2 separate regions of the Drosophila melanogaster genome follow, and region 1 is linked to region 2. The links are chromatin contacts, called in public Hi-C maps. All regions are on one chromosome and are shown on one strand. The core of a region is the stretch at or near the end of the contact, and the rest is flanking DNA. Distances in the headings are between cores, read along the strand shown.

Region 1 (7,268 bases), core at 3,662-6,161, 65 kb before region 2:
TCGCCGGACATTGAAAGTTTGCTGCAGCCCACACACGGAAGAATAACAAAATCTAAATGGGCATCCACTAAGAAAAATATAGTATTGATTAAATCGAAGTGTGTTCCCTACAGTATATATTTCTTGTTGAGTTCGTGTAAAGAGTGTTTCATACTATAAGCTGTAGCTCGCCAAGTTAGTAACCTAAATTGAAGTGATAATTAATTAATTGAATACTTTTTTCTTTCTATGTATTAGCCTCTTTTTATATTCGAGCGTTTCAATTTCGATTTGCTTCAGTTTCGGTCTGTTTTTTTTTTTCGCCCAGCTTTGTTTGCCTGTGCGTGACAATTGCGATGTCCTTGGGTCCGGAATGCTGCACAGGATCTAAGCGTGTGGGTTATAAATCTTGTTGGACTTTATTTAATGCATGTATTATTTCCAACCAAACGCACACCAGGACACACACACACACACACTCACACGCATACACTCAGCGACCTTTAATGCTAATGGCAATCTGATCAGTTTCATTAGCATGCACAGGACGAAGGCTACGCGCCCGCGGGGAGCTCACTTTTGGCCCAGAGCCCGATTCGGAAACTCATTCTCCCAATTTCGCGCTAATTAACTGGGTGCCAACTACAGCCGACAAAGTTGGCTGGAACTTTGCCAGCATCCAGCCTCGTCCTTGCCTCCTGTCGTCCTGCAGCCCCTCCCTCTCTGTCACTCTCTCTCGTCCTGTTGATTTCGGAATGTGTGTGCTCATGTGATTTCATGCTTGTTACCAACACCAACAACGGCCACGGAAAGTTACAATTTATGAGCACATCCTTGCGCGCTAAGCTTGTGTAAGCACGAGAGCCTGTCGTCGCTTGCCCGCCCACTTTTCCACCCAATTTTCCGCGCCCACCTTTCCGCTTTGCCTCCGCCGCCCCTCCACCTTCAATTGCTGAGCAAACACTTGTAACACTTTGCCTTACATCTTCCTCCGAAAATCGTCCGAAAATCGTCCTGATTTCGCTGCGCGGAATGCATGTCCTGTCGCTGGCATTTTGACAGCTTCAAGCGGCAACTAATTTTCATTTCCCCAAAATACAATTTAAAACTTCGTCCGCCATCCGCCAGCTCATTTGGCGTAAACACATTCCCCATGTCGGAATCTATCTCGAATGACTTTTTATGAACTTTTCAAGTGCTCGCAGAATGGCCAAAAAAAAAAAAATGGGATAGTAGCCCTTGTCAACGAATTGCATTCTGTGTGAATGACTTGGCCAAAGTTTGCAACTTCAAACTTGATCGGCATCCCTCGCTCTTAATCCGTTGTCCTGGGAACATCAATGGGAACTGGGAATTGCAAATGCCATTGCACTGGCTTATCCATACATATAGATAAATAGTGCGAGTATATATCCCCAGACCGATGCAGCTGAAATCGAGCTTATAGCTCGACAATTGAATTGCTATGTGGGTCATTTCATTTAATAATTCCATTTCCACAGTTCTCCTGGTTCCCCCCTTTGTTTGCAGTGCAGCCCAGCTGCAGTGAACGCTCGATAAGCTGGCCAAAGCATTGTGATTGCACTGCTAGATGGCGACGATCTAGAGCAGCTTATCTGGCAGCCAAAGAGCTTAGCACAGCAGCCAAATAGTTTGGTAAAACAAAAAATGTATAGTCCCTCTTTGATAGCATTGAAAAAATAAATATTTGATAATCTAAAAAATAAATTTAAGTAATTTTCATGTTACTTTGTTGTTTAAACATGACAATGTTTTATACTGGGTGTAAAAGTAATCCTTATATGCCAGCAATGAACTTCAGTAACTTAAGTCTTTATAACTCCAGCTGCAGACTGGCTAAAACAGTCTTATTGAAAATCACATTCGGGCATTAACTTTAAGGTTTCGTTGGCTAACCCACTTAGCAGGGCCAACATATTATGCAGGTCAATGGAAAAGGGACGTTTGCATGCCAGGCGACACATTATTTCCGCCTTATAAACTTTTGCCGCTCGACTTTTCACCACTTTTCCGCATGTGCGTGTATGTGTGCGAGATGGTTTGTGGCTGCAGGGGAGCGGGGAAACCCAAAACACTGTTGATGGTTATCGTAGGGAAATTTATGGAGCCCGGCTAAGTACGGTGTAAGCCGAGCGGACCATTACACGTCCGTGAGTTGAGCACTTAAAGCGCTGCGTGCAACTTTCTCCCACTGCCAAATGACTAATTATAATTTTCCGCCTCTTTCTCGGTTTATTTTCCATGTTTTCCGCCAAAAGGAGCAGCTGCAGCCGGCGGCAATAATACCGTTTTTGAGTTATGGCCAAAGTTAATTAAAAGCCAAGTGCGCAACTAGAGCTACACATAAATCAATCTGGATCGAGAGCTGGCGCAACATGCAGAACTGGTATGCCAATATACCCCTGTCAATGCCTATTTACATGGCCAATGAAAAATGGCCATCAGAGGAGAGAATAAACAATACCTGGCCAAGAGAAATGAAAACAATCCAAATCGAAATGACTTAATGCGGCTTACCAGCTTGCAGCAGAAAAAACGAACATAACGTATATAACGTATACGCACCGTCCAACACGGCGGATGCATGATTAATTGCACTTTAAATACACAAGCGAAACGAACGAGAAACGCATTTTCAACCAAGGAAAGGGCCAGTAAAAACAACCTTCAAAATGTTGCCAACAAATGTGATGTCATTCATGAAAAAGGTAAGTGACACTTCGATATTTAATGAATATATAAATCACATAGCCCCAGCATTGTTGTCACTGGCAGAAGCTCGTAATTTATGCTTAATTTCATTTTCATTCGCCAGTTGTGATTCCTTAATTATTATTCCCCCGATGATAATGAGTAGCAAATGAAATGCAATAAAAGCGGAATTTTAATTCATTTGCCTTCTGCCCACAAAGTGCGCGCACTTAAATGTATATCGTTAAGAACTTCTTTGCGCAGGCTTCATAGCCAATCAATGGAATATTTTTAAGGAATTCGTCCATTTTATAAATTCCAATATTACGAAGAACTGCATAACGTACGGACACGGCTGCAGGTAAAAGTTCGTGCATTAGCAATCGCCTAAAACCTTCTCGAACAGGCTTCAAAAACAAACGCCTGTCGGAAGGGCAAACAAAACTTTTTAATTAAAAAGCCCTTTAAATGCTTTGCCCGCCCGACTGATTTTCCCTTTTGTTTATGCGCTCGAAAAATATCAAAAATTCACAAAAAAATAAACGCAAACGGACTGGCAACAATCGAAGTGGTTCAATTATCCTGCGAAGCACCTGCCCCGCCGAGTTGGTGTCCCTTTTTTTAATGCGGAAATTGTTTTCGGGATCGGGCAGGCAAGGGGAAAATGAGGAATAAAATTATACATGGGCGTGTGAAGCCCAAAATAACACAAAAATAAAAGGGAAGGAAAGGGAAGGGCAAAGCAAAGAAAAGAAAAGAAAGGAAAAAGAAAAAGAAAAGCCCTCGAAGAGTGTAAATTCCGTAGAAATTCCGGTTTGGCAGAAAATACTTTGCAAAGTTAATAAAAACCAAGTTCGAAATGAAAGGCTGGGGAAATGCCGGCTGACAAGCAAATGCCAGCCAACTAAATGCTGCAGATTTTTGTGTTTTCGCCAAGTTTGATTAGACCAAATGAAGCACGAAATCAAAGCGGCCCAGCTTCCAAGCCAAACGAACCCATCTCAAAACAATGATGAGCCGTTGACAGTCCGTTAGCAAGTCTGTTGGCAAAAAGGATTTGGCAAAGTTTTTTCTATTTGCCATTCAAATGCCTAACAACCAGTCGGGCCATTCCGTTCTGAAATTTGGCGACAAATGCGCAGGGACCGCAGGACATCAAAGGACACCACGGGGCACTAGACCGTGAATGCAGAGCACGAGTCCTGCCAGCTGCACAACCTCCTGCAGTTTATTTGCAGCAATTTCCTTAATAGTCCGGCCGCTGTAAAGTTCCCTGACCACTGCCGCACTTGGCTCGTTACCCATTTGCTTGCGGTGGCGCCTAGACTCGCCTGTGGACAGATCCTGGCCAGGCCATCCCGACCATTTCATTCCATTCCGGCCATTCCATTCCATCCTGACCACACGTGTCCCAGTCGGTTGCCCCTTGCTGTCAGTGTGCTGCACTTTATTGTGCCTGGGTGCAGGCCATAAACAGCAACAGGCGGCAGGCAGCTGCAACTTGCAACAGGCAACTCGAAGCCTTGAGCCGAATGACAAGCACGTGCCTGCCCCACAAACTACTTGTTACACATGGGGAAAAACTAAATGTTGTTTTGAATAATATATTAAATAAAGTGATGATAATCCCTTTCTATCGATTGAATTTACACATTTATTTTATCAAATATATTAGAGGATAAACTGGTAATAGGTGTTCATTAGTTGGCTGCAACAAATAATAATTAAATTTAAAGTCGCTAGTAATTTTCTTGCTTATTAACTCGGTTGCAATTAGAAAACTTTTTACACCTGAATAAAATATTCATTGAGCTCTCAAACTTTATATTACTGCTCCAAACTTTTCAAAACAGTCGTGGTGAGCAGATAGCAGCAGTTTTGAAAACTGTTTTGAATTCATTGAATTGGATAATTAAAATTTAATACATTCCGTGTACAAAATTAGTATTCCCAATTAATATTATCTCCAATTTGAAATTAAATTCAGAAAACTCGCAACGTGTCCTCACTATTTCTGCAAGACATTCGTTATAAACTTGTGCGCAACTTTTAAGTGGTAAAATATTTGCTCGCAGCTTTCGTTTAATTTGCTATTGATTTCCATTCCGACTGCAAGGATGTCTATCCTGGCGGAATGCAAGCGCATTCATTCACGGCTGACAAGGCGCAACTTTCTCCCTGCTGGCGACCAACTTTCTCCTCATCTCTTTTCGCATTGACTGCTGTTTTATGTAGCATACTTTGCGGCCATAAAGGGCGCACATATTGCGCGCCATATTATTGTTGTGTCGGGGAAAAGCGAGTGGAAAAGCGGCGGGAAATGCGAGGGAGGGCGAGGATGGAAGGGAACAGCAGCTCTTAAACGTCAACACATAATTTTCGGCACTAAACATGAAACTATTTGCGGCTTCGGGCCATAAGACCCAGACCGGGCCAGACGGAGCAAAAAATCATAATAAATGACAAAATTAACACGGCAATAATTGTGCGAGGAGCTGTGGGCGGAGCTGAAACCGTGAGGAATGCCGAGTAGTTTACCCGTGCGCAAGAAAAATGGCGTCAGACACCTGAGCACATAAATTAAGTGGGGTTTCTGGGCTGCAGGTGGGATCTGGACAGGAAGACCGCCGAGCAAACAACTATACATTACACTAAGATTTCATGGGCTTCCCGGCAAAGTTGGCAGGCAAAATGTAGGAAGAAAGGAGCCCATAAATCGGCAGCATGAATATTACCAGGCCGACATCAAATGACATCATCAAAAATGTAGCCCGGGCTGAGCACAAAGCGGCCATAATCTGACAGTAGATGCCGCTTAGTTCCCGCCAGAGTAGGATCCTGACCCCCTGGGCACTTCCCGCACATCCCGCAAAGCCCGCTCTTAACCCTCTAAAGCCCATACCCACCCACAAAGGTAGGTAACCGAAAGCGCTGCAGCCAAAGCACTTAGCGTAATTTGCGCTGTGCGAACGAGATGGCTGCACTATATGGATCGTCCTTAATGCATAGGAAAAAATATTATAATCCATTGTAGTACTTAATCCCGACGTTGGATTATATATTAAACAGACAGTGTTACATGGTATCACTGGTAAAGTAATTAGTTCCAGGCATAACATGCTGAGTAACCAACTTTAATTTAAAGGTTTAAATGTATAGAGGTTTTTTCGAAGATACTGGCTAAGAGCTGTGCCACCATTTGTTTTCTGTGTACTCAACTGTGCGGCTGTTTGTTCCGGTTTCGTTGGCGCTTTGGCAAATAGAAAATTTCCACTTCATAAAATGCTGACATAGCAGAGCAGCACTTATGTTTTCGGGGCTCGGCTGGTCGGCCAGTCGCCTCCAATTGTTATCCTCCTGCCCGGAACACAACACACACACACACAAAGACGGCTAAGCCCGGTGAAGCCCCCTTCTTACAGGCTGTGTGCATTAAAAAGAATGACGGTAATTTTTGAAAGACTCTCCGGCTGGTGGATTCCGCCTTTGGTGCCCCGTTGTTTAATCAAAAATTACTTGCCACACTTTACGATTTCTTGGCAATTTGTTGCGCTTCAGACGCCTCCAGTGGAACACAGAAAAAAATCAAATAAAACGCACCGCGTTACTTTCACCTGCGTGCCCGTGATGACTGCGCAAAAAAATCAGAGAAAATCTGAGGAACATCAGGGTAATAACCTTGCTCACAGGGAAAACTGCTCCCTGGCTGGGAATTTGATGATTATATTCGTCTAGTTTAGATAAGCTAAGGGTATGAAAATGATCACTCACGCTAAGCTTAAAAGACAAAAATGGTGTGTATTGCTTTGACTTCATCCGCCAGATACCAAAAAGGAGTTTTTTTTGTTAAAGTCTCATAAAAAATGAGGCCAACCCTTAAATATTCATTAGTTAATTTGGCATAACTTGGAAAAAAATCGCCAGACGGCGAAAACTATCAGTGTTTTATGTTGCTTATAAACCAAACTAACAGGCCCTACCACTAAGCTTTTGATTTAAAAAAAAAAAATTTTTTATGCAATTTTTCCATTTTTAGATAGGGGTTACATCATCAATTTTTCTGAAAATTCGCAAAAATTTTACATTTCAAAGTGTGAATTACACTTTATTGACATGAAAATTACGAGTTCAACGATGTAGGACGTTTTATTTTTCTATCAATACTTTTATTACTATAGATAAAATACTGTTTATTTTTCGCCCAAAAATGGACATAGAAATTTTTAGCATAATTACAATATTTATGTAGGATTTTTTTCCATAACTTGGCAAAAAAATGGCACAGAGCAAAATCAATGACTGTTTTGTGCAGCTAATAACCACAACTAAAAAACCCTATCACTGAGCAACTGTTTTTGAAAAAATAATTTTTGACCAATTTTTTCATTTTTTGTAAGGGGTACCATCATCTTTTTTTTCAAAAAATTCACAAAAATTTTTTTTTTTATTTTTGAATGCAAATCGATTTGAAATTTATTTACGAGCACAAAAAGGTATTGCATGTCATTTTCGGCAAAAAAATATAAATTTTACGAGCTATATTAGGTAAATACCACTACTAATCAAAATAATATGGT
Region 2 (7,209 bases), core at 1,045-3,544:
ATGCATAAATTTCCTTTTTGCACAGGACTTTTGCATTTACATTTGCTGTTTATTTGTCGGTGGGAATATTGAAATTGTTACCAATGGATAACAGATTCCAGCCAGCACAGAGAACTTGTTTTCCGGTGGGCCACATGGAGTCGGATCTTCGGACTCAGGTGTGGATGAATACCTCTACCTCGGTTGGGCGAAGGTGGGAGTTGAAGGACACTGTATCTAGATCTATCTATCTGGGAATGTATACAGGATATTCAGGATATGCAGGCTGGATGCGGATAATTATAACAGCCGGCAAGTTGTCGGTTCAAGTTTCTGACCGATTTGTGAGTACTTCACTTCGTTTGTGTCGAGTTATGAAGCTTATAGTTTTGCAAATAACTTGCTAATGAGATTTATTATTAATAACCATAGTGCTTTTGCCGTTTCTCAGAAATTCTGTGTATTTTGCACATTATTTCTATACATTTTATGCAGTTTCTGCATGAGTTATGACCAGCTTATTGAGTACTGTATAATTTGAAAGTATATGTTTCATTAAGACCATATTTCGATAAATCAAATTTACGAAATGCTGCCTATTTCCTCTGGCTAAATAATAATTAATAATAGGTAAAGATGTTTTTGTGAAAACCTTAATGCGAATTAGTTAAAATTATTCATGTTATTTATGGCTTTACGGCTCTCTGCAGCTTTTAATTAAAATGTGTCGTAAACAAACAATATTCTTGGTAATAACAACACATTAGATGTGTGCACAATACAAAATTCAGACTGCTAAAAAAAGTGGTACACTGATAAAGTGATTATAACAAATTTACATAATTTCTAAAGAATGAAATAAACAGGATTAATTAAAACTAATCTTTTGTTAGATATTAAACAATTCACTTAAATTCATTTAATTACGCATTTCCGTTGGATTTAATTTCACTAAGTGGTACTTGCAATTGAAAAACTCATCATTCTTCCGAACATCGCAGTGCCATCAATCAAAGCTGTCTGCGTTTGTCTAGTGATAAATCCTCTAAGTGCATTCCGAATCCAATTACCAATCAATCAAAGAGCATCCAATCGTCGCTGTCTCATTCGCAGACTGCCACGCCCCAAAAAAAAAAAAGCGTCGCCCCTTTTTTGTGAAATATAATATATATTGTTGTTACGGTTTTTTGCCCTTGCCGTTCAGTCTGGTTTGACTTTTCAATTGTTGCCATATTTTTGCAGAGCGCAAAAAAAAAAGCAATACATGGAAATAAAATTAAATTGCGTGTGTAAAATTCTTACCATTCCGCCACCCAAACAGTAATATGATTTGTAATTATGCAAATGAAGCGGTAGACCAGCGGACTCACTTGAATGGGCGATGCATTTTCCATTGATTAAAGCTGAACGCTGACGAAATATTCACTTTTTACATGGCAAACGTCAAAGGGAAATCCCCGAAGGCAAAGTTTTTGCCAATCAAAGCGTATGCATTTTTAATTCACTGTCACAGGCAGAAGTGGAAATGGAGCTGCAAAATCGACTGGCGTCTCTCGATTCGTGAATCGAGATACGAGATTCGAGATTCCGGTGCTAAAGACTCGAGGGTCGAGATTACGGATTCCGCCAAGGAATCTGTCTGCCAGTCAGCCAGGCTTCGCTTCACTTTGACATAGAAAAATCTTCTATTGATTTCCCGAAACTCCCCCTCAATTTGCATTTAAAGTTGGACGCTACCATTTCTCCCACCTCTCGCTCTCATCCCGCTTTAATGCTACAAAGTGCCACTTGGTTCATTTGCTAGCAGTTCTCCTGCTCCTTCGGATCTTGCCACTGCCCCATGCCACTGCCCCATGCCACTGCCACGCCCACCAGCTTTGTCATTTCGCATGCTCGTTAGTGCGGAGCAAAGAATGCAAAGTAGCAAGATAGCAAGAGCTGTGTGGAAAATACAGCAGTAGCAGCAGCAACATCATCGCTGCACAAACACATGCCACAATTTATAAGCAAAGTTATTCTGCCACCGAGAAATGGGTGGCCAGAGGGGCGGGGGGCGGGTCTGTGGCATCTAGCAACATGTCAAAGTGGAGCAATCGGCATGTGCAACGGACACAGAACAGGACACTGAACACGGAAAACAGGCGTGCACTGCGCCAAAAATGAGGAACAAGTTGCGGCTTTCCAAGGCAATATTAAGATGTTCTGGCGCCCACTGAAAGTTTTCCATCAATGAATGCAAATGTTGCACAGCTACTGAATCATGAAAGTAAATATACTTTATTGTATCTAGCTTTAAAGAGGCAGGCGAGCTATTTAATGTTGTCTCACAAATTCGCATAATAATAATCCCTCCTTCGATAAAGGAATAGATTACAGTCAGGTATAGATTACAGTGCAGTCCTGGCAACTGGCGGCGGTCAAGCATAAGAAACAAGCAGCATCAGCAGCAGAAGAATTGCAGCAGAAGCGTAGCTGCAGCCCATAAGTATGCTATGGCAACGGAGCGAAGCCCAAGGAAGCGAAGGAATAAGAGCGCAAATAAAAACGGTAGACGGCGACTGCTGGATGCGGAAAACCTCGTCCTCAACTGAGCTCCTTGCCAGGTGAGATGCCACCGCCATGTGGCACGAACTACAGTCAACAGCAGGCGTGATGGCCAAGCCAAGAAAAAACAAGTCAGCAAGACTTGAATGTAGCTTAGCGAAATGGGAGATGCTCTTTCAATGAATCAACTAACGATTTAAAAAGCAAACATTTAAATCGAATATTTCGTTTATTAGAAATTAATTAAGCAAAGAGCTTATCAGTTTCATTTTGAACCTATATCAATTGGCTTGAAACGCAGGACCTTTCAAAAGGGTATTTCCGGGCGTCAAAGAAAAAGGACCTCGTTCACTGCTCAACCAGGCGGCAAACCAAGTGGTTCGGGGTCCATGGAGTCCAAGTCCGAGTCCGAGCCAAGTGGCACACCACGTAACCAGCAGATAGCAGATACAAGATTGCCGGTCCGGGTACGGAACTTGCCCCAGACAGATGCATAATAATGTTAATGTAAGCGCGAACGACTTGTGGGCTGTGGGTAGAGTATGGGTTACCATGGCGTATGCGTAATATGCAAGCAAATTTCAAGCTATACTCGGGCGTGTGAGTTGCAGGCCAAATCGTAAAGTGAACATTAAATACTTGGAAATTATGTAGTTAGTCATCTGAAAATTGGAAAATTAAATTTAAATTTCTTTAAGAAATTAATAGCTATCCTTTCTAATTTCTAATTTCTCGTGGGTAAATACACTTGAACAATTTTCATAGATTTAGAAACGCTTTGTTATTTGTTATTTCATTTGCCCGGAATATTTATCAATTTTCATCCAGCCCAGCCAAATATATTTATGCCCCACGAAAGCCGAAATAGAATACTGCATCAAGAGGGCTTTAGTTAATATTCGCCTTTTATACGCATATTAAACCGTTTCCACTTGAATGGCGAACTGATTTCATTGCATTTTTATAACGCATATATGTTGCATGGTCGGCGTGTGGGCTGAGTATTGCCTTCTCAAATAAAAACGAAGAGCTGCTCATGCACCCAGCTCCATGCTCGACATATAAATCTGCTGTATAATTGAATTTCACACGTTGCTGGGGCAAAAAAAAATAATACCAAAATGGTGCACAGAGAATAAGAAAAAAAGTGCATAACCAGCGGCAGCGAAAGTTTAAATAAAATTTATTTCAACAAAAATACACACACTCGTTGGGCAAATGTGTGTGCAGAGATGGCAGTTGGCTGGAAATGTGAGAATTATATATTGAAGGGCGCACAGGTAGTAATGCTGGTGCAGCTCCTCCAGGTGGCCACTTTTAACCATGAAGGTGTTTGCCTGGCCAAACTGGAAGCAGCTTAAGCATGCCACAACGAGCAGCCAGGATGATGAGGGCGGGCTCCAGCGATGGAAGGACGATAGAGGACTCCCTTAGACAGCCGGCAATTGCATGTGTGTGTGCGGGTGGAGTGCACTTGTGAGACATTTACACCTGTAGAAGTGTCGATGGGAGGGGCGGCTGAGCTGGGATATGAGCCACGGCTGAAGGAGCTTTTCAGGCGCAACACATTAGCAAAAGTATCGTAAAAGTATTCGCTGCAGCATACGAGCTCCAGTCCTCACGAACTCAAAAATTATACTTTGCAAGGCAAAAGTATTTGGTTTGTTTTATATTTATTCTTATTGCAAAAGATGCTAACAAGTTTTTAATATGGTTATACTCATGAGTGACAATGAAACGTAGTTCAGAGCAAAAGGCTAGCAGAAATAAAGGTGTTTGAAAGTATGCAACCTTTTTTTTCATCACTTTTGGTTTCTTATTTAATCTACTGCACTTCAAAATGCACCAATCTTGGTGATAGGTTTTTGGTTTTTCTGGAAAAACTTCAGAACGGTTAGGTCAAAAAACGGCGGAGTGAGACAGCATTTTTAAGTAAGAGGAAATTTGTAGACCGGGCATTTCGTTGGCCTTTCGTTCTACCATTTTGTTTTCCTATGCTCCGAGGGATTTTCCACCCTTTTGCCTCCCCTTTTGATTTTCCTCCGCTGTCAGGAGTTTTTCTTTCGGTGGCAGCCCAAAAGTATGCAATGCAAGTTTAGATGCCTCTTGTTCTTCCAGCGTCCTTTTTGCTCAAGAGTGTGAGTGCCAGTCTGTGTGAGTGTGTGTGTGTGTGTGGGACGGAAGTGAATTTTCTGCACGTGGCTTAACTTTTGCTGCCTGCTCTGGCGTGTCATGCAGTCAGCAATCTTTATCCAACCCAACCCAAGCAGCTCTAGTGGGCGCCTTTCATTCTTTTCTTGCGGATTTCGCTCAAGGATTGCATTTAACGCAGGAACAGGAAGGAAGGAAATGCCATGTCGACGCTAAAACTGGGTTAGCTTACATAACGACAACATTAACGACAACGTTTTCCTTCCGGTGGGCGGGGCGCCCGTGGTTGGAAAATGGGTGGTATGGCATTGGCTTCACGCTTCGTCGCTTATTGGACATAATTACTGAATATACCACTAAAATGGGGGAGGAAGTCGCATGTGGCACTCGGAAAAAATGCCCACCAGGAACTTTGAGAAGTTTCCAATTGCATCACAAAACTGCAAATGTCTAAAAGTATGCACAGAATTCAATTCATAGAAATTTTGCATTCAAAAATAATTTATTAAGAATGCCAGGTGTCTAAAAGTATGCAGTGCATATTCAATTCGACTTTTGCATTCAAAAAATGTGCTTGCATACCTTTAGAGCACGTTCTTGATACTCTCGAGATGCATCCTTGATTTCGCCTAGTGCATATCCTTTCGCCATAGCCACTTGTGCGTAACGGCAACGCCAGATAAGTGCAACAAAAGCCACGGCGGCGGATGCAACCAAGCCAGGCCACATATCAATTCCATGTGAGCGGACTAACTGGTGGTCCTGGTGCAGTCCTAGTTCCGGAATGTCCTGCTTGCTTGGTGGTCAGTCGGAGTTGGTTGGGTGTGGTGGCGGTGGTGCTTTGGATCCCTTATCGCTTACACTTGGCCAAAGGCGAGTCACCCGCACACAGTTCACTAGTCGCACTGGTTTTTTGTTCGCCTGCCGAATCCTTAAAGTAGCGCAGCTTTGGTCCAAGGATTTGTCGTAGCAAAGTTTTGTTCTTTGTCAGTTCGGGGAAACAATGTTAATTGCTTTGCAGTTTACTTTTCGCAATCCGGTTGACTGGCTCAACTTTTGGACTTTTCGGTACAGGTGAAATCCACTAAGCCGTAAACTGCGGCTCTCAAGTGCTTGGCTTAATTCGTCGAAAGTCCGCTGGCGAGCTTTATGGAATAATTTTCTCTTTCTTGAGATTTTAGATGATTCCAATTACTCTGCAGTTTCCTTTGCTGATGTCATTGCACTTTCCCGTAGCAGGTGAAATTCATTAAGCCCTGATCTACAGCTCTACAAACTCTTTGGCCAAAATCTTTTGTTGTTCCATCTGGGCTAAACAAAGCGTTTTATGCATGCACACTCCGAGCCAATTACGCAAAGTGCTCTAAGTATCTCAAACAGTCCTAACTGGACACAATTACATTAACAGTTTAGCACACACGTAGCACGGAGATATTGGGGATTTGCGGGGGATAACGGGTTAGATATAGCCATCGTCAGAAGTGAGCGAAATTGGGGGTAAGCAAACAGGACGAAAATTAAATCACAGCCCCAGCTGCAAAGGCTCGAAAATAAGTCCTGGCGAAAAGGAGCAGAGAGCAATGAAACTACTACGAGTGAGTACTCCAACTGCAGCCACTACGGTAACTAACTTTAACCCCGGGATCATGTAACCCGTAACGCCCATCTCCATTAACCCACACACACACACACACAAGTGACTGGCTGACTGACAGCTGAACTTTTACGCACACAGATAAACAGTGTCAAGGGTTAACGGCGATGGGTTGGAGGTGCCGAGCGGGTGGCCTTTGTTTAATAATAATAAAATGTCACTGGGCAAAAATAAACGGCTGAGGAGCCGAGCGGCTGAAGGATTACATTGCCAAGTGCTCCCCACAAGCACACAAACTCATAGTCAGGAAGTCAGTCAGAGCAATTGTCATGAGTCCTTTGGACTATCGTCACTGGCAAATCACCTGGGCAACCTAATGGCAAACAGGATACTTGGCTGCGAGAATGTGAGTCTCGGCATGCAAGGATGCGACCGCTCCGCACCGCCGGTGCAGGCACTTTTATTCCTTTGGTTGTTATTGCTGGCCATGTTGCTGCTGCCGGCGTGTTTGTAAGCCATGTTATTACAATAATGTGCAATCCGAGTCTGAGGTGGAGCACTGAGAGAAATCATCGTATACTTTTAGACAACTCTTTAACAGCTTTCAGGCACCAGCAAATGATTTATACATTTATACATATCTCAACTATAAGAAACGAAACTCAGGATCAGGATATGAGCAAATCCTTGAACATATGCCATTTTTCTCACTCTGCTGGCGAGTGCGGTCTCTGTGGTGGCTTGCTGTGGATGTGAGTGTGCGGCAGGCCAAAGTTAAATCATGTTTTTATTGTCACATTTGCCATAAAGGCAGCCGAGGGACCGTCAGACCGTAAAAGGACTTATACTCGCACAGAAGCAGTAGGATGAGCAGGAGGAGGAGAAGGAGGAGCAAGAGGCGTCATAAGATGCCGCCTAAGCTGCAGGCGCACGTGGGATGG

The links. A called contact is a pair of places that touch in the nucleus more often than the background predicts.
Region 1: a Hi-C map of the Kc167 cell line shows a contact between it and region 2, with 1.5 times the contacts expected there. The contact joins the enhancer-like site here to the promoter of lncRNA:CR45981 in region 2. A contact is called at or near these places in 25 of 107 Hi-C or Micro-C datasets (the Kc167 cell line, the OSC cell line, the Ras3 cell line and 5 more) and 1 of 6 datasets of contacts at active chromatin or transcription factors (the Kc167 cell line).

Annotation. Positions count from the first base shown.
Region 1 is chr3L:2,684,929-2,692,196 of dm6, reverse strand. It overlaps Fife (fife,), which reads left to right. Exons shown (of 17, transcript NM_001274411.1): 3 at 2,259-2,708. The coding sequence starts at 2,673. Among named protein-coding and RNA genes, the nearest start is that of Fife, 23 kb to the left of the region's middle. Within about 2 kb of position 4,911, at least 6 of the 39 cell types and tissues checked have an H3K27ac peak or open chromatin away from gene starts, as enhancers often do. A contact at or near this core is called in the Kc167 cell line, where this site is marked.
Region 2 is chr3L:2,617,714-2,624,922 of dm6, reverse strand. It overlaps lncRNA:CR45981 (long non-coding RNA:CR45981), which reads left to right and starts at 2,294. Exons shown (of 1, transcript NR_133162.1): 1 at 2,294-3,202. The region is part of intron 2 of Pxn (Peroxidasin); the gene reads left to right.